Linked DNA regions of Sus scrofa: all the other regions are linked to region 3. A link is a contact called in public HiChIP or PLAC-seq data. All regions are on one chromosome and are shown on one strand. Each heading gives the region's core, a stretch centred on a gene start, on an enhancer-like site or on the middle of the called end of the contact. The rest is flanking DNA. Distances are from core to core; before and after follow the strand shown.

What was found. HiChIP or PLAC-seq counts read pairs in DNA pulled down with a chosen protein or histone mark.
Region 1: an H3K27ac HiChIP or PLAC-seq map of alveolar macrophages shows a contact between it and region 3. The contact joins two enhancer-like sites. A contact is called at or near these places in 1 of 47 Hi-C or Micro-C datasets (liver) and 1 of 2 datasets of contacts at active chromatin or transcription factors (alveolar macrophages).
Region 2: a contact with region 3 is called in an H3K27ac HiChIP or PLAC-seq map of alveolar macrophages. The contact joins two enhancer-like sites. A contact is called at or near these places in 1 of 47 Hi-C or Micro-C datasets (liver) and 2 of 2 datasets of contacts at active chromatin or transcription factors (alveolar macrophages and skeletal muscle).
Region 4: an H3K27ac HiChIP or PLAC-seq map of alveolar macrophages shows a contact between it and region 3. The contact joins two enhancer-like sites. A contact is called at or near these places in 2 of 2 datasets of contacts at active chromatin or transcription factors (alveolar macrophages and skeletal muscle).

What each region holds. Positions count from the first base shown.
Region 1 is chr8:47,759,412-47,763,235 of Sscrofa11.1, forward strand. The region is part of intron 1 of FNIP2 (folliculin-interacting protein 2); the gene reads left to right. Among named protein-coding and RNA genes, the nearest start is that of FNIP2, 58 kb to the left of the region's middle. Within about 2 kb of position 1,545, at least 12 of the 83 cell types and tissues checked have an H3K27ac peak or open chromatin away from gene starts, as enhancers often do. A contact at or near this core is called in alveolar macrophages, where this site is marked.
Region 2 is chr8:47,786,375-47,790,432 of Sscrofa11.1, forward strand. All of the region lies in intron 8 of FNIP2 (folliculin-interacting protein 2), which reads left to right. Among named protein-coding and RNA genes, the nearest start is that of FNIP2, 86 kb to the left of the region's middle. Within about 2 kb of position 1,412, at least 5 of the 83 cell types and tissues checked have an H3K27ac peak or open chromatin away from gene starts, as enhancers often do. A contact at or near this core is called in alveolar macrophages, where this site is marked.
Region 3 is chr8:48,120,689-48,124,355 of Sscrofa11.1, forward strand. The region is part of intron 3 of LOC110262100 (rap guanine nucleotide exchange factor 6-like); the gene reads left to right. Among named protein-coding and RNA genes, the nearest start is that of RAPGEF2, 61 kb to the right of the region's middle. Within about 2 kb of position 2,008, at least 35 of the 83 cell types and tissues checked have an H3K27ac peak or open chromatin away from gene starts, as enhancers often do. A contact at or near this core is called in alveolar macrophages, where this site is marked.
Region 4 is chr8:47,729,013-47,732,943 of Sscrofa11.1, forward strand. The region is part of intron 1 of FNIP2 (folliculin-interacting protein 2); the gene reads left to right. Among named protein-coding and RNA genes, the nearest start is that of FNIP2, 28 kb to the left of the region's middle. Within about 2 kb of position 1,674, at least 16 of the 83 cell types and tissues checked have an H3K27ac peak or open chromatin away from gene starts, as enhancers often do. A contact at or near this core is called in alveolar macrophages, where this site is marked.

The DNA.
Region 1 (3,824 bases), core at 295-2,794, 360 kb before region 3:
CACCCAACTAGGTGGACTTGACCTTTCCTTCCCTATGTAGACATTTCCTGAAGCACCTGAGATGGTCTAGTTTACTGATTGCCTTGCACACCAGCCTTCCCTACCAGGGTGTGAGCTGGGACCTTGGTGGTTTCTCTTCCCACCTTTCCAGGCACCTGGTCAAGCCAGGTGGTGAGCGTGGGAAAGGAATGGATGCAGGTGTGGTCTTCGTGGCTCAGGTTACAGTCCTCTTTCCCAGCCAGGCAGGACGATTCTTTCATTCCACACGTTTCTTTTACAAGAGCAATAAAGGATGTACATGTCACCTACTAAAGACAAAGGGTTGTGGCCAACATCCAATATAAATTTCTGGGAAAATAACAGTAGGATACATCTAATTGGAGTCATTTTATTATTATTATTATTATTATTATTATTTGTCTTTTTGCCTTTTCTAGGGCCGCTCCTGCAGCATATGGAGGTTCCCAGGCTAGGGGTTGAATCGGAGCTATAGCTGCTGGCCTACACCAGAGCCACAGCAACGTGGGATCCGAGCCACATCTGCAACCTACACCACAGCTCATGGCAACGCCAGATCCTTAACCCACTGAACAAGGCCAGGGATCGAACCTGCAGCCTATGGTTCCTAGTCAGATTCGTTAATCACTGCGCCACGACGGGAACTCCCTATTATTATTATTTTTTGCTTTTTTAGGGCTGCACGTGCAACATATGGAAGATCCCAGGACAGAGGCTGAATCTGAGCTACAGCTGCCGGCCTACACCACAGTCATAGCAATGCTAGATCCAAGGCGCATCTGTGACCTTCATCGCAGCTCATGGTAACACCAGATCCTTAACCCGCTGAGCAAGGTCACGGATCAAACCCGAGTCCTCATGGATACTGGTTGGGTTCATTACTGATGAGCCATGACAGGAACTCTGAAAGAATTTTAAAGTTAAATCTTTCGGTTCACATTGTATATTAAAGCTTATGATGAGAATTTGATTCTAAGTTTTTTTTTACTATACTGTTGAAAGCAGGATAGCAGTTCAGAGGTGAATTTTTATGTAGCTTTCTGAAACTAAACCAGGCAATTTGGGATGCTGTATATGTGCAAAATAGAGGAAGGAAAAGTCAACTGACTAGCAAATTCCTTTTCCTGTTGCCATCTTGCTGAGCTATGAACCTAGCAAAAAAGAAACAAAAAGTTCCAAATATATTACTGCCATCTATTTACATAATTTTTTTCTTGCAATAAATAGCTTGCTACTGGGCAGGAAATAATGTACATTTGTGCTGACAGGGTGAACTCTGATCGCCGTCTCAAGCATAATTTTCCCTTTTCCTCCATCCTGCCGTTACTTTATTTTCAGGTAATAGTCATTAGAGCCTCCTTAACTCTTGAGATGGACTTCTGTCTGTGTCTGAAAACTTTTTTGGAGGAAGAGAAGAGGAGTGGTGGGAATCAGTAGAGAAAAGAGCATACCCAAGGTCTCATGTGTGGCAGGGAAATGTCACCATGGACACAGTGAGCTCATGGGGCGGGGTTGTGGTTTGTACCCTGTGCCTGAGGTGCCGCGCAGGCAGCAGGCATGCAGGAGCCGATTGCCAGGTGGACAGTGTGTGCCAGTCTTTGTTGTGATCACTCTTGTGGGTTTTATTGGGTTTGTATTGTTTCGTTTTACCTTTTCTTGGACCATTTAAAGTTCCTGATCATACCTGACTCTAAACATTCACATTCCTGGATCACAAGACAGCTCTTTAAACTCTGCACATGAACTTAACTTTGACTATCTTTGTTGCCTTGCATGGAGTCTGAGGAAGAACGTTTCTGAACTGTTCGTCTCTCATAGACCATGCTTCCACATGGGCGAACTTGAGGGCACCTGCAGCCTGATTCCTGTAAACGTTCAAGGGCAGTATCATAGACCAACACGGGGGTCTCAGAGGACGGAGCAGATCGCTGCAGCAAAGCATAAAACTGCTACCCTCTGCCTTGTGAGCTTGGCCCCTGGAGACCCTGGTGCGGGTCATTGCGCCCTCTCCTTTTGCCCTGAGAATGGTTTAGTCCTCTCCTAAAACACAGCTGACTGTGTCGTTCACTTTTCTCAGAAGGTGAGAATGGTTTATTCCTCTCCTAAAACACAGCTGACTGTGTCGTTCACTTTTCTCAGAAGGTGGGAATGGCACTCATACCTCTGCCCATGGACCAAACGCATGTTCCTTCAGTCAGCAGCCAAGGTCCTCCATGGGTGGCCCCAATTTCCAGCCTTGTTTTCCTTGCGGTTCTCCTGCAGTGGCTGTACCCAACACCCAGGACTTGGACGTCGTGCCCCTGTGCTCTGAGTCTGATGCCTGCCCTCTGTCTGCCCTGACTCTGAAGTCACCTCCGCACCTGATCCCGGCCTCCCCTCTTCCCTTCCTCGTTCAGATACTGCTGCTTCCAGGCATGTGTCCTGTTTTCTTTCTTGCTCTCTGCATCCTCTTGTTTTCGTGTGGCTGCCCACATGGCTGTCTCTTCAAGTTCCCTGGAAACCGGGACCTTCACGTTTCTTAATCTACTCTCTAAGATAAGAGCGCCAGCATTCCTTGGCTTTCCTGGGCTCATAGTTCACCATCCAGTGTCTGTTCTCACATAGCCTTCTTCCCTTTGTGTCTGTGTTCAGGTTCCTTCCTCTTGTGTTGACACCAGTCATTGGATTAGGTGTGATTAATCTGGTGTGATTATACCTACACAGACCCTGTTTCTGAACAAGGTCATGTTCACAGGTACCAGAAACTAGGAATTGAACATATCTTTGGGGAAACACAGTTTAACCACAGCAATGGTTATATCTATCATAAAGACAATTCTGTTTTCTCTACTTAAAATCCTTTGAACTGGAGTTCCCACTGTGGCTCAGGGGGTTAAGAAGCTGACATAGTCTACCTGAGGACACAGGTTTGATCCCTGGCCTCGCTCAGTGGGTTAAGGATCCAGTGTTGCCGCAAGTGGTGGTGTAGGTCACAGATGTGGCTTGGATCCGGTATTGCTGTGGCTGTGGCGTAGGCCTCAACTGTAGCTCCTATTTGACCCCTAACCTGGGGACTTTCATATGTCACAAGGTGCAGCCCTAAAAAAGAAAAAAAAAAAAATCCTTTGTACTATTGCTTATCACCCCCTCAGGTAAGTCTTTTAGACTTTGGTCACACACTTTCTGCTCTTGAGTTATTCCAGAAAAAAGACCTGGTTTTAGGTCCAACCAGGCAAATCTTGGCATCATGGAAAAGGGTTCATATAAGCCCTTTTGTCTAAATTTTACAGTAGGAAAAGGTAGAGATGCAGCCTTATTGTCTTGTGACTCAGGCCATATGGCTGTGACCATAAATAGATAAATAATACCATGTCCCCGAGACCAGGGACAGTGTTCTTCCCTTGCTTTCAGCAAAAGCAGAGAAACATGATGTTTCTGACCAGAATAAATGTCTTTAAAAGATAAGCCAGACATTTTTTTTTTTTTTGCCATTTCTTGGGCTGCTCCTGGGGCATATGGAGATTCTCAGGCTAGGGGTCGAATCGGAGCTGTAGCTGCCGGCCTACACCAGAGCCACAGCAACTTGGGATCCGAGCCGCGCCTGCAGTCTACACCACGGCTCACGGCAATGCCGGATCCTTAACCCACTGAACAAGGCCAGGGATCGAACCCACAACCTCATGGTTCCTAGTTGGATTCGTTAACCACTGAGCCACGATGGGAACTCCGAGTCAGACATTTTAAGGCAAAAGCCCAAGGCTTATTTTTCAACCTCTTTGGCTCCCACCAAGAGCCACCCTCAGTGACACACGGGACCTGTGGCTGGT
Region 2 (4,058 bases), core at 162-2,661, 330 kb before region 3:
ACAGTGTCACCATTCTGTGGGCCACTGCATTTCCTGGGCTCTTAAAAGTGGTAAGATAGTTCAAGGAGAACTCCTAATGTGTGTGTTCAGACATGTTCCTGCCACTGTTTTACAGTGAACCTTCAGGATAAGAGCACATGTTGTCATGGGGTTCACATAGGGTAGAGTGTTGGCCACTGTGTAGTTTTGGTATTAAATCTGATGACACCACACATACACATATACACACAGACACACATGGGAAAGGGAAAGATTCACGGCTCAGAGAGGTGAGGCTACATCACTATCACCACTACCACTACCAGCATCATCACTGTCACCACCATCACCACCACCATCACCAACACCACCATTATCACCACCACCACAATCATCACCAGCACCACCATTATCACCAACACTACCACTACCATTATCAACACCACCATTATTATCACCATTATCACCACCACTAGCATCACCACCACCACTAGCATCACCACCAATACCCCCCAACACCACTACCACCACCATCACCACCACCACCATCGTCACCTCCAAATAGAAAAAAGACCTTTATTTAATGAAGAGGGGGGAGGAGAGAAAATTCAAACACTGTATACAGCTTTGACCACAGGAAACTTTTTACAAAATCAAGCTTGGAACTCTCTGGAAATTTGTTTTCTAACGCTTAGTTTCCGTCATATGTACCGATCGAGACAGGCATTGCTATCTTTCACATAATCATTTGCTCATTCTTCTTGCAGCAACATTTCTTGAGCATTTTATATTCTAGATGTTTTTATAGGCAGTGGAGATAAATCAGTGATCAAATAGACACGATCCCTGATGTCCTCATGGAGTTTCTTCTCAGCAAAGGAGACACAGAAAATAGACAATAAAATGTAGACAAGAGCTCATCACCACCAAGGTGCTTGAAGAAGTCCTCTCCAAGATGAAATTTCCACTGACTTGAGTGCCCACAACAGCTGGGCTGGCTTCATGAAGACTAGAGCAAAGAGCTGTTGGGCCTGGGGGCAGCCAGAGCAGGCCTTGCAGATTCGTGCATAGAGAATAGAAAGACTGTTGTGTAACAGGAAGAGAAGGCAGCCAGATGTGGGGAGGGAAGAGTGTGCAAGCTGAGCCTGGGGAGGAAGTAGGGGCGCCAGCACATTAACCTATTTTCTTTTGGTGGAGCTTTTCTGGATACATATAGACCTGTCTTTCCAAGCAGAGGAGGTGGAAGAGTAGGGGCTCTGTGCAGTGTCCTTCCCCACCAAGTGTCACCTTGTGAATGAAAGCTGTTTGGCAGATCTGAGCCTGCTACTCTGGGCAGGGTTCATCCTTGCCCAGAACCTTGGCTCCAGGCCTGCTCTTGCACTGCCCCAGAGGTGCAGCTGCATCTTCGATCTCATGATCCCATTTTCCAGTAGCATCAGCACCCCAACCTCAAAAATTCTTCCCCTTAAAGAAACAGCTCCTGAGCGCTTGACCTCTGCACTTCCTTTTCCACCGTTGAGGTTGTTCCTTGTGACTCGCCACACTCTGTGGATATCTTATAATTCCCTGGAGTTTTTCGTGTGTTTCTTCTTCTCTCTTGGAAGGTGAGCTCCATGGGGGCAGAGAACTACCCACTCTGTCACGCTGAATGTCCTGTCCCCAGTGGCCTGGATCCTGCGTGGCATATGAGAGATGCACAATGGATATTTGAATGGGGGATTTGTCCCACGTAGATACAAGGAGAAGCACACGTAGATTTTTGAAAGAGTTATTGATAGATATAGTTCCGTGCAGACCACTGCCTGCCCTTCCCATGGCAGCCTCTCTCTGGCATATAAGTCTTAGTTGAGGTGTCTCATTTTCATGATGATGTTCTCTGACTGCCAGTGAGAGAATCTACCTCTACCACTGCCATAAACCTTTGCTCTAGTTGCCTAAAGAAAATTATGTGACCTTATCACAATCTGAAATCATCTTGTTTATTTATTGCATGAGTGTGTGAGCTTCTTAAAGGCAGAACTTATCATAGTCTGAAATCATCTTGTTTATTGCATGAATGTCTGAGCTTCTTAAGGGCAGAGATGTCTCTACGTGTTAACTTTCCATCCCAGGCCTTGGTGGTGCTAGTCTCTTACTAGGTGCTCAGGAAACATGTGTTGAAGGAATGGCTTTGATTTGAGCTTCAGGGCATGATTTCTTCAAATCGAGATCCTGTCATCAAATCATCAGTACCGTGCTTCTAGTAAACTCTCAGAATAGCAAATATATTTCCAGAGGAAGTTAAATATTTATCATGAACTTGAATGATCCAGACCAAGAAGAGCCTTTGAATCAGCAGTTTTAAGTCTTTTGACTTACTTTTTTCTCACTGTTAATTTCTGCAGGAATAAATGTTTGTTAAAGAGCCCTCCCTCATTATTTTCTCATTAATGTGCAAAACTCCAAAAGTCTTTGTAATCTGTGTGTAGTAACATGTGTTTTAATTATAAAAGTATTCTAAAAAGAAAAGTGATACTAAAAATATTGTGTTAGACATAGCACTTTTAATGGCAAAACTGAGTCTATGAATAATTTAACTAAATGTCTCACATTTATTACGACTGAGGCATCAACTGGAGAATGTCTTTACTAGCTCACAGAGCTGACGTGGTGGAGGGGCACAGTATGGGCTGGTACCCCTTCCAATGTAACACGCAGGAGCTCTTCAGTCCCCACAGCAAAGGTAGGAAAATGGCCAGGCAGAGCCACGAAGCTCTGTTTGTGATCACACTCCTGTGCCAGTAGAGACCAGCCCTAGCATGGCTCCAGGCTGCTCTGCCTTTCGGACCCTGGCCCAGCCAACAGTCACGCACTAAATGGCAAGTGAGTCCACCCTCTTCTTGTGAAAATGACAGTAGTTTCCAAGTCCAAATTAGACTCTGCTCTTGTGTTTGAGAGTTGTAGATTTATGACATATACATAGTACTTTTACATAAAAACCTAAGTGTGTGATCCTAAAGTATTTTTGAGGAAATGCTAGAAAGCACTAAACCAGCCCCTTAGCTTATATCTCATGTGTCTGCCATGTTATTCAGCATTCTTTTTTTTTTTTTTTTTTTTTGGCCGTGCTCACGCATGTGGAGGTTCCCAGGCCAGGAACTGAACCCTGCACCACAGCCATGACCTGAACCATTGCAGTGACAACGCCGGATCCTTAACCTACTAGGCCACCAGGGAGCTCCTGTTATTCAGCATTTTAGAAGGAGGATAAAAGGAATATCCCTCTTAGGTCTTTATTATTTTAGTTTTTTGCCTTTCCTTTTCAAGTCTCCATTACAAGGTCTAAGTTGTTTTCATAATTAGCTAGTCAGAATTAATGACCATTTTTCCCTCTGGAATGTCTTACTTAGCCCGCCTTTTTCAAGAGTTATCAGAGAGAGTGAATAGGTAACGTTTACTGTGCAGGGCACTAGGCTAAGTGTCTTACACATATCGACTAGTTTAATTCTCACAGGAGCCATGTGGAACAGGTCAGTGGTTTCAGTTTCCTTCTGTCTGCAGCCCACACTACCGCATTTCACATCATGATCCAGTAACGAAGAGCTTTCTGTACCACCAACAAAAGTGTCACCAATTAATATTAACACTGCAATCTACTCTGTTTTCTTTCCCACTACTTCTTTTTTTTTTTTTTTCAGACTTTTTCTTGGTGACTTTTTTTTTTTTTTTTTTTTTTCCCAGTGTACAGCAAGGGGGTCAGGTTATCCTTAGATGTGTACATTACAATTACAGTTTTTCCCCCACCCTTTCTTCTGTTGCAACATGAGTATCTAGACATAGTTCTCAATGCTATTCAGCAGGATCTCCTTATAAATCTATTCGAAGTTGTGTCTGATAAGCCCAAGCTCCTGATCCCTCCCACTCCCTCCCCCTCCCATCAGGCAACCACAAGTCTTTTCTCCAAGTCCATGATTTTCTTTTCTGAGGAGATGTTCATTTGTGCTGGATATTAGATTCCAGTTATAAGTGATATCATATGGTATTTGTCTTTGTCTTTCTGGCTCATTTCACTCAGTGTGAGATGCTCTAGTTCCATCCAT
Region 3 (3,667 bases), core at 758-3,257:
GGGGCCCCTGCTAGTGGTCTCTGTCTACTTCTTTATTGGAACTTTGCATGGTCTTCATGTTACTTCCATTCTGGTCTCTTAGCTGGAGGAGTGCAGTTCCTGGTCCTGGGTGGTGAGAATCCTGTCTCCATTCCCCCTAGTCACCTGTGGTTCCGTCATTTGAATGTGGTGAAACACTCTTGGGGTGTGATGCAGCCTCTTTTTGCAGATAGTCCTGATGTTTGTGGTTTTGCTTGTCCCTGACCACCCTGTGGCTGCCGTGTTCCCCCCGCCCACCCCAGTGGCTTCCTCACCACAGTTCTCTGGATGTCCGCCAGTCACCCACTGCTGCCCACATGGAGCAGCGGAAGGGAGCTCCTCCCCCTCGGCCTTCTGGGGAGCACCCACACAGCTGCATCTGCTCTGCTCACACAGGAGAAAACCTGCTGTATGCCCGGTGCCCTCCTTATGCACCAACTTCTGGTCCCGGTTGTTGCTTTTTCACAAGCGGACTGTTCCTTCAGTGTCCATTGCTTGACACCGCCCTCCCCAAATACACACACGGACATGGGTGGATTAGCTGCTATTTGTGGCTGGCGGGATATGAATGTCAAGCTTAGTGTTCATGCGGTGGTCACCCCTAGCCCACAACCTGTCCCGCTCTGTTAGGGCACTTCCCCCCCCCCCCCCCCCCCCCCCCCCCCGCCACAGTCCCTCCTGCCTTCTCTGCCCCTTTTGCAGCTATATTTGCTGGTTGGGTTCCACTTGTTTTCACATAGTATTAAAGCTGAATAAAGTAGCTTTTTCCCAAGTTACTTTTTTGCCCTCTGATGATCCTTTGTGCTGATTCAGTCCCTTTTCTTGTGGTTTATTCACTTATTTCCCTCCTCTTCCATCAACTTGGAATTGACCCGTTTAGAGGCCTCCTGCTCTGTGAACAGGGAACCTGGAACAGCACTGACAGCCCTTCCATATGGAGACACTGCCACCTGGTGGACAGTTGCGATATTGCTAAAGTGGTTCTTTAAGCCTGGATTCTTTTTTTCCAGCTCCTGGTAAATTGAAACTCTCATCTTTGACTTTCAGACACTTTAATACCATACCTAAGTTTGCGTCTGAATAGACACTACTAATTCGCTATTAAGGAAGTATCTGAGCGCCCATGGAGTGTTATATAGTGTGCAGATTGGGCGTACTGATGAGTTAGAGGAGCTTAAAAGCTAATGGGGAAGGAGTTCCTGTTGTGGCTCAGCAGTAACGAACCCAACTAGTATCCTTGAGGATCCCTTGCCTTGCTGAGTTGATTAAGGATCTGGCATTGCTGTGAACTGTGGTGTAGGTCATAGATGTGGCTTGGATCCTCTGTTGCTATGGCGGTGACACAGGCTGGCAGCTGCAGCTCTGATTTGACCCCTGGTCCAGGAACTTCCATTTGCCCTGGGTGCAGCCCTAAAAAGCCAAAAAAAGGCTAATGGGGAAGCCCCTAAAATAAACACTGCTGACACTGGCAGCTGCTTCATATGAATAAGTATGAAGCACCCTGGGAACCCAGGAGGATGACTCACTTACTTGGAAGATACTGAAACATTTCTCAGGGGAAGTGGTGGTTAAACTGGAATTTAAAGGATGAATAGCAAGTTTTCTGGGTGGAAGGTCCCCTTTACGAGCTGGCACAGCAAGTTTGTCCAGCAGGTTTTTCTGGGGCCTGAGGCGTAGGTGGGACCAGGTGTGTGGTGGCTCAGCAGGTACCGCCTGGAGCCCAGGATGTGTGGGGCTGGGAGCAGAATGGAAAGGGTTGGGTCACTTGTGAGGAACCAGAACCTCAGCAGGACTGCATGGCTGGTGTGAAAGTGTCCGCTCCTAAACCTGTGCTTTTGCGCGGCAGTGTGGAGCTGCCTTCAGCTGCTGTGCCGCCAAGGGCTGGACTCTCCTGCTAAGGAACCGAGAGCTGCCCTGGGAAGTGCCTGGTGATCTCGATTCCCTAAGCTGGTGCTGACTGAGACCCAGGCGTTCCTGCATGCAGCACCCAGGCCCGCCTGTAGGTGGAGGAAGATACCCAAGTGGCTTAGGAATGAGAGCTATAGAGAAACTAGCAGAAATTAGATGGGGTGAGTATTTTGAGGTTTGGGAAACAGTGAGTGAGAAGATCACATTAAAGATGGGGTGTAGGTGTGTGTGATGTGGAAGGCGCGCTGGGAGCAGCTGTGGGTAGTGCCGAGGGGCAGGGCGGAGAGAGGGGCCAGGTCACGGGCTCTTCCTGTCCTGCCAGCTGGACCTGCCCTTCTGGGTCAGCCTGGGGGGAATGGGCTGCAGGGACCTCTCAGTCCTCATTGCTTCTGGGTCCTTCTGTCTGATCACACTGAGCGGCAAAGTGCTTGCATTACAGTGGCCTGTTTATGTTTTGTTTGCTTGTTTTTTTTTTTTTTTTTTTGGCTTGATTCATTTCCTCCTCCCTGTTGGTGACATCACATTCAGAGGCCCTCAGAGTGTCTTGTTGCACACCTGGGCTTTTGTGGCTTTCACATGTTGCTTGAAGCATTGGGGTGGGGGGTGGGGAGGTTGGAGTCAAATCAGTACCCCTTCATAGAGCTCCATCTAATGTTTGTAGGTCCTTTCTCCGAGTCCGTGAGACCTGCCTTGCTGGATGCACCTCTTTAATCTTTGGGCTTCCCTTTTCTCCCTGTTCCTGGTGATGTAAGACTATGGTATTTGGAAATGGCAAGTTAGAGTTTATCCAAGATTGCCATGTCAGCAACCCTCGGTGGGATGCCTTAGCTCATAATTTTAAAACATAAGACAACTATTTTGAGAAAAATTAAAATGACATGAGTGAATAAAGCAGATGCAACTAGTCACATCAGTAAGGACAGGATTGTAGTTTTTTCTGCCATTTGTTCCTGTTGGGGTTTGATTTTAACTTGACAAGCCCTGTACATAAGAGCGACCCAGGTTGTTGTTTAGAAGGTGAAGTGATGGATCTGCTGCCAGAGGACCGGTCCCGGGGAGCCTGGGACCACACAGTTTTGACTGGCATTCTAGGTGAGTCACATGCTCATCAGAGCTTGAGAACCACTAGACGGAATCAACTCCCAGGGTGAGTCCTAGGTAATAGGATTAATAATAACTGTTATTATACTAGTCAGCTTCTGTTAGCCTGCCACATTGCCCGTATGTCTGCAAGTGAGATCTCAGATTCATTCTGCTTCCCTCTAAGTGTGGAAAAGTTCAGTGCTGTTGCTGCTAGGTTCTCCTCCTTCACCTTTTCTTAGAAAACACACAGCCATCGCTAGGCCTGCACGGAGCCACCAGGTGGCAGCTGCACTGAGGGGAGTGTTTGCAGAGCTGGAGGGGAGGCAAGGTGTGCCTCCTGTTGAAACACTGCCTGCCTGATGCCTCTCTGCGAATGAGAGACTGAGCGGGGAGCCTGGCCGTTTCTCATGAAGTCAGGAGAATTTTCTGGCTGATTAAGTAAAACAGATTTTTTGGTGGCATCTCACAATAGGGAATTTTCAGACCAGAAACCAACCTTGGGGTACAGGAATGAGGAGAGGTGGAGGGGAGGATTTCCTGGCTTGTGGCTCTTTCCAAAACATCTTTAAAATGAGACTCAGTGTTTTTGTATTCTTAGTTCTAATTAGTTTATTTTTGTAAAGCATGAATATTTTAATTTTTATTGAAGTATAGTTGA
Region 4 (3,931 bases), core at 424-2,923, 390 kb before region 3:
GTGCCACCAGCCATGTGGGGCTGCTCTGAACGGAGATGTGCTCTCAGTGCAAAATTCACCCTGGATTCCAAAGCCAGTGTCAGTTGTTAACATTCCTTTCATCCATTTCATTTTGCTTTTTTAAATGTGAGTACTAGAACATTTTACATGGTGTGTAACTCACAATACATTTCTGCTGGACAGTGTTTCATTGCCTCCTTTGAGTTTCTAGGGAATAATTTGAAAATACCATTAGATGGTGCCACTTCTAAAGACTAAATTCTTGGGCTCCGCTTGTTTGTAATTATGTAGAAGTTGCTGGTGTACCTGAATGTAGCTTTTGTAAACATAAGAAGTGCTGGGGTGAATACAAAAAAATCTCCTGCTAAGGAAATTTTCTTCCTGAGAAGCGTGTTCTGTTTGTTCATTTGCTTTGTTTTGCAAACATTCTTCTGTAATTCTGTATTAAAGTCAGCATTCCTAGTAGTTGTACTGGATGGACTATAACCGAAATCTTTAAGAACTGATAGGAAGATTAACGTTACCCTGTGTTTTGGACTCATTAAATACAGTCAGATTTTTTCATGTGTAATTATTTTTCAAAGGCACATTTGGATCTTTGTCCCCTTGAGCCAGAGTGTAATGAGGTTTTGTTGTCCCCGAGAGAGTGCCCATTTCCAGAACCTAGGTGAACAGCTCTCTGTGAGGCAGCCTTAGTAAATATGACAGAAAAGAGGTGATTTCTAACTTCAGAACCACTTCCTAAGTGCCTTCTCTCTGCTCAGTATTAGGTTGGCTACACAAGCCACACACAAAAGAATTTGAAGTTGTGTATTCATACCCTCAAGAAGTTCATGATCTCGTTTAGAAGTTCGTAAGGGACACCCTAACATTCTGAGATATGTGATGGAGAGGGATGCATACCGTACAGTAGCAGCAAGAGTGTTAAAATCTAAAAACACAGATTCAAGGTTACCTTGAGTAAGCATATTTGGGCATGTGTTATTTTACGGAGATAGTGCATGGCTAGCAGCTGACCTGGTCCTACACCGTGACTCTTGCCATGAGTGAGACATGGGGACTGTCAGTCAAGGTTCAGCCAGGGTGAGGGGGGTAAGGGGGGTGGAGGGGGAAGGGTTACAGCCTGGTTACAGGAGAAATTCTGGGCCCCTGAAAACAGAGACTCCTTTGGAGGCACTGTCCATGAGTCTGTTCTGTCTCATTATAGGTGTTGAAGCATCTTCAGGAAAAAGGTCCTTGTGGGATGTGTTTTCTGGATAGATGGCCCTTGGTTTGGGTCCTGAAAGACTTGGAGGATTTGACTTGGAGAGTTAGATGAAGGGTATGTTAGGGGGGTGGTTGCTGTGATCGAAGGGACATAGGAGGTGGAGAAGGAATTGATCAGAGGAAGAAAGAATGCCTTATGTTAATTGGAAAGCTAATCATTTCATAGATTGAATTTTCTAGCTGTTGCACTAATTTGTTGTAGAGTTTATTGTTCCTAAGGGATTCTGCCGTGAGTCTGTTGTCGAAAGCTTAATTGCCTGGAACTTCCAGTGAATTATGGTGGGGGTGGGGAGGTTGACTGACTTTCTTAGATAAAATTATTATTTGCCAGATGTCATTGTGGCCAGAGTTATTTATCTTGGCTTCATGTTGTGTAAATACAGTGTAGTCATCTCCGAGCTTAGCTGCTCAAGCAGGACAGTGGGGGCTTTTGGACAGTAGGGTGTATGAAGTAAAACGTCACATCTGTTTTGAGCCATGCAGGTTCTCGGGGGACCTTCACGTGCTCAGGGTAAGCATTTTGACCACCTTCTAGATAGGTGGGCTGTCACCATCAACATTTATTTCCCAGCGAAGAAACACAGGCTCAGAGAGTCACTTGGCCAGTGACTGACTGGCTGGAACTGGACACAGCCCTTTGCCTCGCAGACCAGGCTTCCTCCCCTGGTGTGACCGCTCTCAGCAGGCACTGCTGACCATGACTGCTGTCCAGCTGCTGGTGCCTCCCGAGGTCCCAGTCCTCAGCCTTGTCATGAGGACCTGACTCAGAGAAATGAGTGTGCTGATTCACAGCTGAGCATCCTCTCTGGGCCTCTCATCTCCTGGCTTTCTCTGCTCATTGAGGGGTTGGTGATGGTGTTCTATCTTGTTCCAAGCAGCCTCCTTGTTCTTTGTGGCTGACAGAGCTCTCAGAGCACTTGAAGTGTCTTTCTCATTTGATTTGCCAGTGATAAACTGATAAGAGAAGCTTTGAATTTTAGCTCTTAGGGGAGAATCGCTCTTGTTGCCTGTCAATCCAGATGGGAAGACAGGAGAGAATCATCTTCTGTCACTAAGTTAACTCTGACCCTGACCTTAGTCGATTTCCTTAAATAGCTCTTATTAACTTTATTCTGCTGTGCACGTTGACTGTTCCATTGAATGGATTCGTAGCATGCCAGGAATGAGTGGGATGCCAGGAAGCTGTTGGTTAGTCCTGGCAAAGTGGAAGGCTTGGACTAAGTGTAGCTGTGGAGATTGTGATGTGGCTGCCACGTCTCCTTGAGGGGTTGGGGGTGGGGGTGGGGGCGATCAGGAGGGAGCCAGGAGCATCACATACTTCAGGTAAGACTTCTTCCCCTCCCTGGCTTCCGTGTCCCCAGTGATGAGGGAGGAGCAGGCCTGAGTTCTCTGGGTACTTCTCAGAAGATCTTTCTCTCCTCTCCCACTCTGCAACACTGACAGCCCCAACCCACAATCACACACAATCACACACCCCTTGAGACTGTGAACACACCAATTCCATTTTCCTCTGTATCATCAGCATCCTGACCAGAGCCTGGCACATCCATATTTGCAACAGTGAATGAATGGAGTCCTACATCTTGAGATAGCATTTTTTTTTTTTTTTTTTGTCTTTTTAGGGCCACACCTATGGCATATGGAAGTTCCTAGGCTAGAGGTTGAATTGGAGTTGCAGCTGCCGGCCTGTGCCACAGCCACAGCAACACCAGATCCAAGCTGCATCTGCAACCTACACTGCACCCTGCAGCAATGCCGGATCCTTAACCACATCCTCATAGATACTAGTCAGGTTCTTAACCTGCTGAGCTACAACAGGAACTCCTAGATTGCATATATTAAAAGGCAAGGTCATACATTACTCTGTAAAACAAATGAGATATCTTTATAAATTGTAGAAGAGTGTCAAATGCTTTTTATTTTGTTTAATCTTATTTGATGGGTTATTGAATTACATCATGTATTAATTAATAACTCCTAGTAATTCCAAAATTATCGCAGTGGCTATCATCATTACAATAATAGTAGTTGTTTATGTGATACCATTTACAGTAATTTGATTCAATTATTTATTCCTCTGTGAGATAGATAGTTATGTGTTGAAAATTATATGTTTAAAATTATAAATGCTTAAAAATGTTTTTTAGGAGTTTCCTCTGTGGCGCACTGGGTTAAGAATATGACTGCAGTGGCTTGGGTGGCTGTGACAATGTGGGTTTGATCCCTGGCCAGGCGCAGTGGGTTAAAGGATCCAGCATTGCTGCAGCTGTGGCATAGGTCGGTCGCAGCTGCAGCTCAGATTCAGTCCCTGGGCCTAGCAAGTTTCATATGCCATGCATGAGGCCATTAAGAAAAAAAAGTTTTTAAAAATGTTGTAAATGTAAGAGAAAGGGAGAAGAAAAGCCCTTTTCATGACTAAACTCTTCTCCAGGAAGATCAGAGACCAGTCTAGTGTGGGACACAGGTGTGTAGTGTAAATGCATGGAAGGAGGCCTAAGCAGAGGTGCAAAATGATGGGAAGGTTACTGCAGGGTTCTGGACGCTCTGCCAAGGGGGCTAGAGCTTCTGCTGTGGCTTGGGGATGTGAGCTGCTGTATCTCAATGTTGACAGCACTTTAGAACTGGACTTTGCCTGTATGGCTCTGTGCTGTGCTCTGAGCAATCC